2 separate regions of the Rattus norvegicus genome follow, and region 2 is linked to region 1. A link is a contact called in public Hi-C data. All regions are on one chromosome and are shown on one strand. Each heading gives the region's core, a stretch centred on a gene start, on an enhancer-like site or on the middle of the called end of the contact. The rest is flanking DNA. Distances are from core to core; before and after follow the strand shown. Region 1 overlaps Ttc39a (tetratricopeptide repeat domain 39A). Region 2 holds the start of Rnf11 (ring finger protein 11).

Region 1 (4,618 bases), core at 1,736-4,235:
AAGGGCATAGATGCTGAGGAAGGTACACACAGGTTAGGTCTGGTCCCAGAGATGGTTTGGAGCATTCTCCCCCAGCAAGCCTTTCAAGGCCTCCTGGTTAGGATTGTTTTCCTCAAGCCATTCCTTCTCCCCTCCCCATCTCTCCACCTGCACATGCTCTTGACCCTCTCATGGGGAGGGAAAGTCAGTCCTTTTCTCGGGGGTCACAGTCATGGCACCACCGCCCCTGGCTCCAGAGATCAGGCATCTTATGGCTGCCTGCCTGGGCCCTGCATTTTCTGGGAGCCCACCCAGCCTTTCTTGTCCCCCAGGACTACGGGCTGCTGCAGCTGGAGGAGGGCGCGACCGGGCACAGCTTCCGCGCAGTGCTGTGCGTCATGCTGTTGCTGTGTTATCACACCTTCCTCACCTTCGTGCTCGGTAGGAGGCCCAGGGTGCGAGATGGCGGGCTCCCGGGTGAGGGGCTGCACACCCTGCTTGGGCTTCCAGGGCTGAGGCCAAGGCAGGTCAGTGGGCCTGTACCTGGCCTGCTGAACATCCACTTCCTCTCTGTGTGGGTTCCATCCGTGAAATGGGGGTGATTGCGTCACCTTGTGGAAAGTATGAAGATGCCGTCCCTTCTGGTTCCGACTGAGAAATGGCCTCCAGATTACTGAGCCTTTGGTGTGATAGGGCACTATCCACATTAGCTTGTTTAAGCCTATCACTCTGGAGATAGGGAGAATCGTTGTGCCATCCCACAAGGGAAAGACAGAGGCTCCAGGAAGGCTCTGGCAGGTTGCTAGAGGGAGCACAGGCCCCAGCAGTGGTAACACGAGCAATGTACCTCCCTGCCTCCTCCAGGTACTGGGAATGTCAACATCGAGGAGGCAGAGAAGCTGCTGAAGCCCTACCTGAACCGATACCCCAAGGTGAGACCAACCCCTGCTGGGCACCCCATCCCACCAGTACCCAGTGGGCCCACACACATCCTCACGAGTTTCATTGCAGGGCGCCATCTTCCTGTTCTTTGCTGGGCGGATTGAAGCTATCAAAGGAAATATTGATGCTGTGAGTGATGTGGGGATCTCTTGGGGTATCCTAGGCCAGCAAGAAGTTAGACACACAGAGGCATACTCGGGGATAGGGTGAGCCCATGAAAGGGCAGGGGTGGGAGAAGCATTCTGTCGGAGGTGGTCTGGGAGGAGGGGCTCGTGCTGTAGGCTTTTGGTAGGAAGATGTAGGATTATGTCATTCCTGATCAGGAAAAGCTGCTGGCCAGGGTGTGGGTGATTAGGCTGGATGTGGGAATAGGAATGAGGTAGGTGGGGAAAGAGCCATGGAAAGGGGCTGAGCAATGTTCCTCAACCTGTGGGCCACCACCCTTTTGGGGTCAAATGACCCTTTCACAGGGGTCACCTAAGACCATCAGAAAACTTAGATATTTACAGTTCACAACAGTAACACAATTGCAGTTATGAAATAGCAATAAAAATAAGTTTATGGCTGGGGGTCACCACAATCTGAAGAACTGTACTAAAAGGTCATAGCACTAGGAAGGTTGATAAACTCTGAGCTAAAGACCTCAGGGAAGGTCACAGTCATGGCAAAGTCCAGAGAACTATGCCATGATAGAAGGCTACATTGTAGAGTCCTGGAAGTGTCCAGCCAGCCCTCTCAGGATCAATCCCTGGGTGTAGGTTACCATGGAAACTATGAGGCTCTTTGGTGTTTTCTCTGAGGCCCAGACATTATTATATCAATATATTAACACCCTCTGGAACTGAGTAGACGGCCCAGTTGGTAAGCTGCTTGGCACAAAAGACCTGAATTTAGTCCCCAGCACCTATGTGGAAAAGCCAGACATGGTGGCATGGGGTTTGTTGACTAGCTAGCCTAGCCTAGTTGGGGAACCCCAAGTCTCAGCAAAAAAGCCCTGACTCAAAACAAAGGCAGATAGCTCATGAGGAAAGACACTTGAGGTTGGCTCCACCCACATCCATTCACAGGAACACACAGGGATGGGAACAGTAGTAACATCTTGTGCTTCCTGTCCCCTCCCCCATGTGCACTACTCCAAGCTTTCACTCAGTGACCAGATCTCTAGAACCCAAAGGAGAGGCAGTCATCATGAATAGCCTACAGGGGGCCCTGGAAAGGTGTCCCTGCTGTGGAGTTAAAGGGTGCAGCAGTGCGGGGCCAGGCGGGCCTCCCTAAGCTGGCTCTGGTTGTCCACAGGCTGTCCGGCGGTTTGAAGAGTGCTGTGAGGCTCAGCAGCACTGGAAGCAGTTTCACCACATGTGCTACTGGGAGCTGATGTGGTGCTTTACCTACAAGGGTCAGTGGAAAATGGCCTACTTCTATGCCGACCTGCTGAGCAAGGAGAACTCCTGGTCCAAGGTGGGCTGACACTGTGGGTCAGGGCTCACCCACATAGACCTAGGAGCCTCAGAGCTAAGGACCAAACCCCAATGAACACAGATGTGTCCACTGGGATCTAAACAGAACCAAAGGTTTGAACAGGACTCAGGGGTGGGAGGAGCTAAAAGCTGTGACAAGCAGAGAAACTTGATTTGGTGCTGGGGGTTGAGTCCAGGGCTGTGCCTGTCCATGCATTCCCTACATCCTGAGCTACATCCCTTCAACTCTAAGGTGTCAGCATAGCTATTTGTCACAAGGAATAGACATGTCTCACTGTCTAGCATGTCCTGTCTACTGTGGCTGGGATGTTCTTCTGCACCACCCAGGTATGGCAGCCACCAGCCACATGGACACACCAAGCACGGAGCATGGAGCACCAAGACAGTTTACACTTTATGTATTTTTAATCGAAAGGCCCCAAGTAGGCGTAAGAAGGCAAAACCTTTGAAGGAGAGTCGTGGAGGAGGACTTAAGGAAAGAGGAGAAAGAGAACAAAGCAGACCCAGAGCAAGAAACACACACGGGCTCAGGGCACTGCCGAGAGGAGCTGTGTCCACTGGGTGAGGGCGTGGTATGAGTGTGGCCCGATGCCAGAAGCCACTTGCTGGAAGCTGACAGGCTGTCTGCCTGGCACAGCCTGGGTTTCCTACTCTTGTGAGGTAAACATTTGTGGAATTAGAGGGCAAAGAGCTGACCCCAGGGAGAAAGGCCTTGGATCAGAAGTGATTGTGGTCCACCTAATGTCCCTGGATGACTTGACGGCATGAGTCACTGCTTGCTCCAGCCTGACTCCTGACTGTACAGTGAGTGTCTATCAGGGTGGGGACAGGGAGGCCAAAGAGCGTGTTTTCACAGGCAAAAGCCTGGAGGGGCTCTGGAGGACAGGGAAGAAATAGCATCAGATGATCCTGTGGAGGAGTTTGGGGCAAGCCATGGGAAGCCTGAGAGGCTCTTTTTGCTTTATTATAACTGGGGCAGAAAGGGCCTGAATCCTTGTGCCTGCTGGACACTCCAAGTGCCAGGCCTTAGCCTCGGCCAGGATACAGAGGAACAAAGGGAAGACACTGAAGGCACATCCTGGAGAGAGATGAAGCACAGAAGATACAGTGTTTGATGCTGGCTATTCAGTGAAAGAAAAAAAAAAAAACCTCCTCAGTCAGGGACAACATTGGGGTACAGTCAAGGGTGTGCCATGTATGTCTTGAAGGAGGACTGGGCTGCAGTGGGCTGCAGGAGGGGGACCCCTTCTCTTTGGAGCAGGGCAATGGCTGGGATTAAAAGCTTGTGCCACCACGTCCAGCTGTCACGGGACTTTTAAAGACTTGTCCTACATCCTCCTGTGGCTTACGGATTTCCATCTGTCTCTATCCCCTTGTCCCATCCTATGACTTATGAACTATGTGTTCCCCTTGACTATATGAGACTACATACTAACTATCTTTCATATGTGGTAGCTATTATCCAGGAACTCACTTGTTTGTGTGCTAGAGCATGTATTTGGCACATGGGTGGATCTGCGAAGGAGGCATTGGCTTCCAGATGTCATTCTCTGTTCACCTTATTTTTTTGTGGTGATGTCTCTTCATGGAACACAAACCTTGCCATTTCAGCTATGTAGGCTTGCCAGTGAACGCTAGGGATCTTCCTGTGTCTGCCCTGCTCCAACTCCTCCCTACTTGCCAGTCCCAAACTGGGGTTCCAGACACCTGCAAGGAAGCCTAGCTTTATGCATGTGCAGAAGATCTTAACTCATTTCTCATGCTTACACAGTGAGCATTTTGCACACTGAGCCATTACCCAGTTTTTTTTTTTTCCTGGCTGGTTTTTATATCAACTTGATATAAGCTGGAGTCATCTGAGAGGAGGAACTTCAATCGAGAAAATACTTCTGCAAGATCAGGCTGTAGGCAAATTTTAAAAAGTTAGGGATTGGGGTTGGGGATTTAGCTCAGTGGTAGCAAGCACAAGGCCCTGGGTTCGGTCCTCAGCTCTGGAAAAAAAAAAAGTTGGGGATTTGGGGATTGATGTGGAAGGGCCCAGCCCCTTGTGGGTGATATCACTGTGGGCTGGTGGTCCTGGGTTTTATAAAAAAACAGACTGAAAAAGCCATGATGGGTAAGGCAGTAAGCAGCACCCCTCCATGGCCTCTGCATCAGCTCCTGCCTTCAGGTTACTGCCCTGCTTGAGTTCTTGCCCTTGCTGCTTTCTATCACTAATT
Region 2 (4,463 bases), core at 1,888-4,387, 41 kb after region 1:
GGTTACTGTTAGTAAAAATAACTGGACCACCTTTGCTTTACAAAGCTCTTGGCATACCAGCATAAATACAAGAACTATGTTTTAAAGTAATGTCACAAGAGAAAAGGAATAAAAACATATGATCCTTTAACTTTCCAACCAGATATTTTCCACTTAAAGCCTACAGTAACTGAATATATTCTTTTTTGAGACAAGGTCTCACTGTTTATCCCTGGCTGGCCTGGAACCTGATATGTCAACTAGGCTGGTCTGGAACTCAAGATCCACCATTTCTGCCCTTCCTCCACCTCCCTAGTGCTGCAATGAAAGGTGATGCTATCATGCCCAGCCTGGTTTTGTTGTTTTGTTTTGTTGTTTCTGTGTAGTCTTGATGTCATGGAACTGATCTGTACATCAGGCTGGTCTTGAGATCTGCCTGCCTCTGCCTCCTGAGAGGTGGGACTAAAGGTGTGTGCTATTCTTTAAGGAAACATCAACACTACTGTAGCTTTTATATTAATCATGCTATTTCTTTTTAAAAGCCCAAATATTATAAATCATTTACTTTGGATTGGTGCTTTCTAACATCATATAAACAAACATTAGTAATAAATTACAGACTTCAGGGGGACGTTATTATTTCTAGATTTCTTAAAAACTCTTGAAATAGGGTCTCATTCTATAGCCCAGACCAACACTAAACTCAGCATATAGCACTGACTTCCAACTGTCAGCAATCCTCCTGACTCAGCCTTCTAAGTACTAAGATGACAGATCTGAGCTACTGTGCCAGGCTAAATATTTCTTATGTTCTCATATTTTAAAGTAACCATTTTCTTGCAATTCATAGTAATTTTGCATATCAGTAGTTGGGTCATCCGTTTCAGGAAAAGGCAACCACAATACAATTTCCATTGTCAAAAATAACAGATTCCAAAAAAGTACTGGTAATACCAAAAGCCATGGCTATATCTAGTCCTTTTGGAAAGGACAAAAATATAGTTCCCATAACTCTAAAATTATGGTAAGAAAGCAGCAAGTCAGATAGCCAATTTTCCTAGAAAGAGGCTAAGGAACATAGATTTGGGGAAGAAAGTTTGCTCATGTCACCTACATAAATACATTGAGGAGCTATCCAGTGGAGGGGAAAACAGTAACAGCCTAAAAGACCAATGGTTTATAGTACCTCTAATTCCAGCAACTCTGGAGGATGAGATAGGAGGATAGAGGTCTGTCTGGTCGACTTCCTGAGACACTAACAATAAGTTCAAAATAAAAAGAGCAGAGTTCTAGCTCTGTAGTAGTGTTTTGCTACAATGTACAGGGTTCTCAGTTTTAATTCCTGCTACTGATAAAATATCCATATTCCATTTAGTATTTGAGACTGCTCCTGAAGCAATTTAAATACATTGGGGGAAATGGGCCACATAAACATAGACAATACTAAATTTTTATGGGGCAGGAATTGCATGATATATTGAAGACAGAGCTTCTATTCTTCATTTATCTCAGTTATTGAGTATCTACTATGAGTCAGACGCAGAGTGCAAAAGCACCTGGAAACTGTTCCAAATTCAGCTTGTACAAGGGGAGAATACATGTCAAGGGTGAGACACAAAACTACCTAAACAAAGATACAGCACTAAATTATTACAGGTATATGGCTTTGCTTGTAAGTGTAGAAGACTCATGGGGGACATATCCAGGAATTCAGGGGGGCAGGGAAGGTAATGTCAGGACTTTAGATACTTGAGCTGAGTCCTTCAAGAGGATTAGATGTTCACCTGGGCAACGTTGGGGGAAGGGCTCTTAGCATAAAGATCACCTGGAGCAAAAGACAAGCCAGGTTTGGTAAGCTTGAATTACAGAGGCTTCTGCAAGGATACAATAAAGATTGGACTTGACTAACATGTATAGAAGACCCTGAAGGGGGTCAGAAAAATCAGCTCATGTGATCCCCCTTTTTTTTGTCATGTGATGAGAAACTGGTTTACACAGGATTGGGAAAACACTACACTAGATAATGATGTCACCACATAAAAGCAAAGGAGACTGCACAGTTAGAAAACTAAACTCTCTTCAGGAAAATATTAAAAGAACTGTATTCAAGCCCACCTGAGAAGTTTTACTCAATGTATTATTTAAAATGACCCATTCAGGAGTCTTTGATAAAGAGGACTTTTAAGTAACAGATAGCATTTCCCAAGTCAGGTAGAAAGGTCTCTCAAGTTCAAGATAAATCAAATTTTTATTAAGTCAACTTATTTAAAAGGTGTGCCACAGGGGTGGAGCTTAAAATTACCACATACGTATATATTAACAAATAACTCTATGAAGCTGAGGCCAAAATCGCCACTTGGAATTCTATCTCCCAAGTAGATGGTAAAAAGGCATTCTACCAGAGCCAATTAACAAAAGAGTACGGAGGATCATATACGAAAACACAAATATAAGGGGGAGGGGGGCGGGAGAATGACAACCTAGCAAAACCCATAATCCTGAAATCACACAACTCAAGACATAAAGGCAGGATAATCATGTCACCCTCAACTCCACAACCAGACACCAAAGGGGATATAAGATCACACTCTTGATTCCTGAACTCAAGGACAGAAGACCGTCCTCAACCCGTGCCAAAGAGGATGCCAAGAATCCCTTTCCATTGGAGAACCGGGCAGCAGACACCCTCAAGGCCAGCCCTGAAGGGGTCAACGCCCCCCCAAGTCTAGGCCGTGGAGGCCAAGGGCAGAGGGCCTGAGCCGCCTCCTCTCGCACACCGACACACACCCTCCCTACCTGATATGGCGGCGGCGGCTCCTGATCTGGCTCCGTCCCCTCGCCAAAGCTAGCCCGGTCGGACTGAGACTCGTGAAGCAGGGAGATGTCATCCGAAGTCGGGGATTTGAGGCAATTCCCCATCTTCCGGGGCTGGGGTGTATGCTTGAGATCTGAGGGAGGAAGAAAGCTGTGACCCGGTCTCCCGCACACACGGCGGTCAGCTCGCTCGGCGCCGCGGGGTCCAAGGCGGCAGGCCCGGGGCTCAGGCGGCGGCTCCCCCGCGCCCCGGCGCCACCGAGGGGCCGCTCATGCCAGCCCCCGGGGCAGGGGGCGCGAGGCTAGGCCGCGGGCTGCGCCGGGGTCGTGTCTGGAACCTGAGGGGGGCGGGGGCGGGGAGACTGAGTGCTTCCCCACCCCGCCCCCCGCGGGGCGGCGGCGGCCACGGGTTGCTGGGCCTAATCCAGGTCAGGAGGGGGGGGCGCGGCCGTCGCGGCTGCCTCAGCTGCTGCCTCAGCTGCTGTTGCCCCTGCCGACGCTAGAGCAGCGGCCTGGGGCCTCATCCTACTCCGCCTCAGCGCGGCGGCGGTGGCCAGAACGAGGCTGGCCCGGACTACGTCATGCCGCCGTGCGTGCTCCGGCCCCGCCCTGGACCGCGCGCCCCGCCCCCAGCCAGACTAGGGTGCGTGGCTCGGCTGTGAGTTTAAGGTCCCCGACTGTCCGGTTGTCAGCCTCCGGACCATCTATCTCCGGCGCCCCTTACACATCCTGGCTGCAGCCCGCTCACGACTAGATAGAGACCCTTCTTACCTGCGCGGTGTCCTCAGAGATTGCTCACACTGTCTGCCGGGTGATGTCTGTAAGCACGAATCTGAATGGATCAGGCAGATGGCTGAGGTGTTTAAATAGCTTCCTTCTCCTTTATCCTTTCAGAATAAAGTCCAAACTCACAACGAGCACGCCCTATTCACCCAACATCACAGCCTAGAGATTATCGGATTGTCTATTTCTTCCCAATCCCACCTCCCTAATTCAAGCCACCCACCCTGCAAACTAACATTTGCAGTAGATTCTCAAAGTCCCTGTATTCATCATTGTCCCTTTGAATCGTTGAGGGATATATATATCCATATGGTCGTCCTTGAAACCTCCAATGGCTTCCCAATACTATGCACAGAATAATCTTAAATCTCTTATCTCTCTGGGTGGTGGCGCTTGCCTTAATCCCAGCATGCCTTCAATCTTTAATTCCAGGCAGAGGAAGGTGGATCTTTTTGAGTTCTAGGACAGCCAGGGCTACACAGAGAAATCTTATCTCGAAAAAACAGAATGGGAAAAAGAGAAATCTCTAATCTCACAAAATACCCCTTTTTCATAAATTCTAAATTCAGATGACCAAAGTGCTTTTAGTCATCTCAGAGACTGTTCTCTCTGGCTGAGATTTCCACAGACAGACCGTGTCCCTGACCTCTTACCTCTCATCGGGCTCATCCTTATTCCCACAGGGCCTTCGTGGATTGGATTTCATTTCCCTTGGGAAGCTTTTTCTGTCCCAGAAGTCTGAGTTAGTCACCTGCTCAGAGTTCCCAGTCCCTGTGCCTTTCTGTCAGGTTGCCGAAGCTGAATCCTCTGTCCCTTCCCTGTGTAAGGCCTGGCATGTTGCCTAAGGTAGAGTCTTTCCTTGGTTGGGTGAGCAAATACTCAAACAG

Evidence for each region. A called contact is a pair of places that touch in the nucleus more often than the background predicts.
Region 2: a contact with region 1 is called in a Hi-C map of liver, with 2.2 times the contacts expected there. The contact joins the promoter of Rnf11 here to the enhancer-like site in region 1. A contact is called at or near these places in 5 of 12 Hi-C or Micro-C datasets (kidney, liver, mammary epithelial cells and 1 more).

Annotation. Positions count from the first base shown.
Region 1 is chr5:129,419,841-129,424,458 of GRCr8, forward strand. Ttc39a (tetratricopeptide repeat domain 39A) reads left to right here. Exons shown (of 18, transcript NM_001415826.1): 9 at 312-420; 10 at 844-911; 11 at 991-1,050; 12 at 2,218-2,379. Among named protein-coding and RNA genes, the nearest start is that of Ttc39a, 28 kb to the left of the region's middle. Within about 2 kb of position 2,986, at least 16 of the 93 cell types and tissues checked have an H3K27ac peak or open chromatin away from gene starts, as enhancers often do. A contact at or near this core is called in liver, where this site is marked.
Region 2 is chr5:129,460,401-129,464,863 of GRCr8, forward strand. It overlaps Rnf11 (ring finger protein 11), which reads right to left and starts at 3,138. Exons shown (of 3, transcript NM_001271224.1): 1 at 2,776-3,138. The coding sequence starts at 2,898.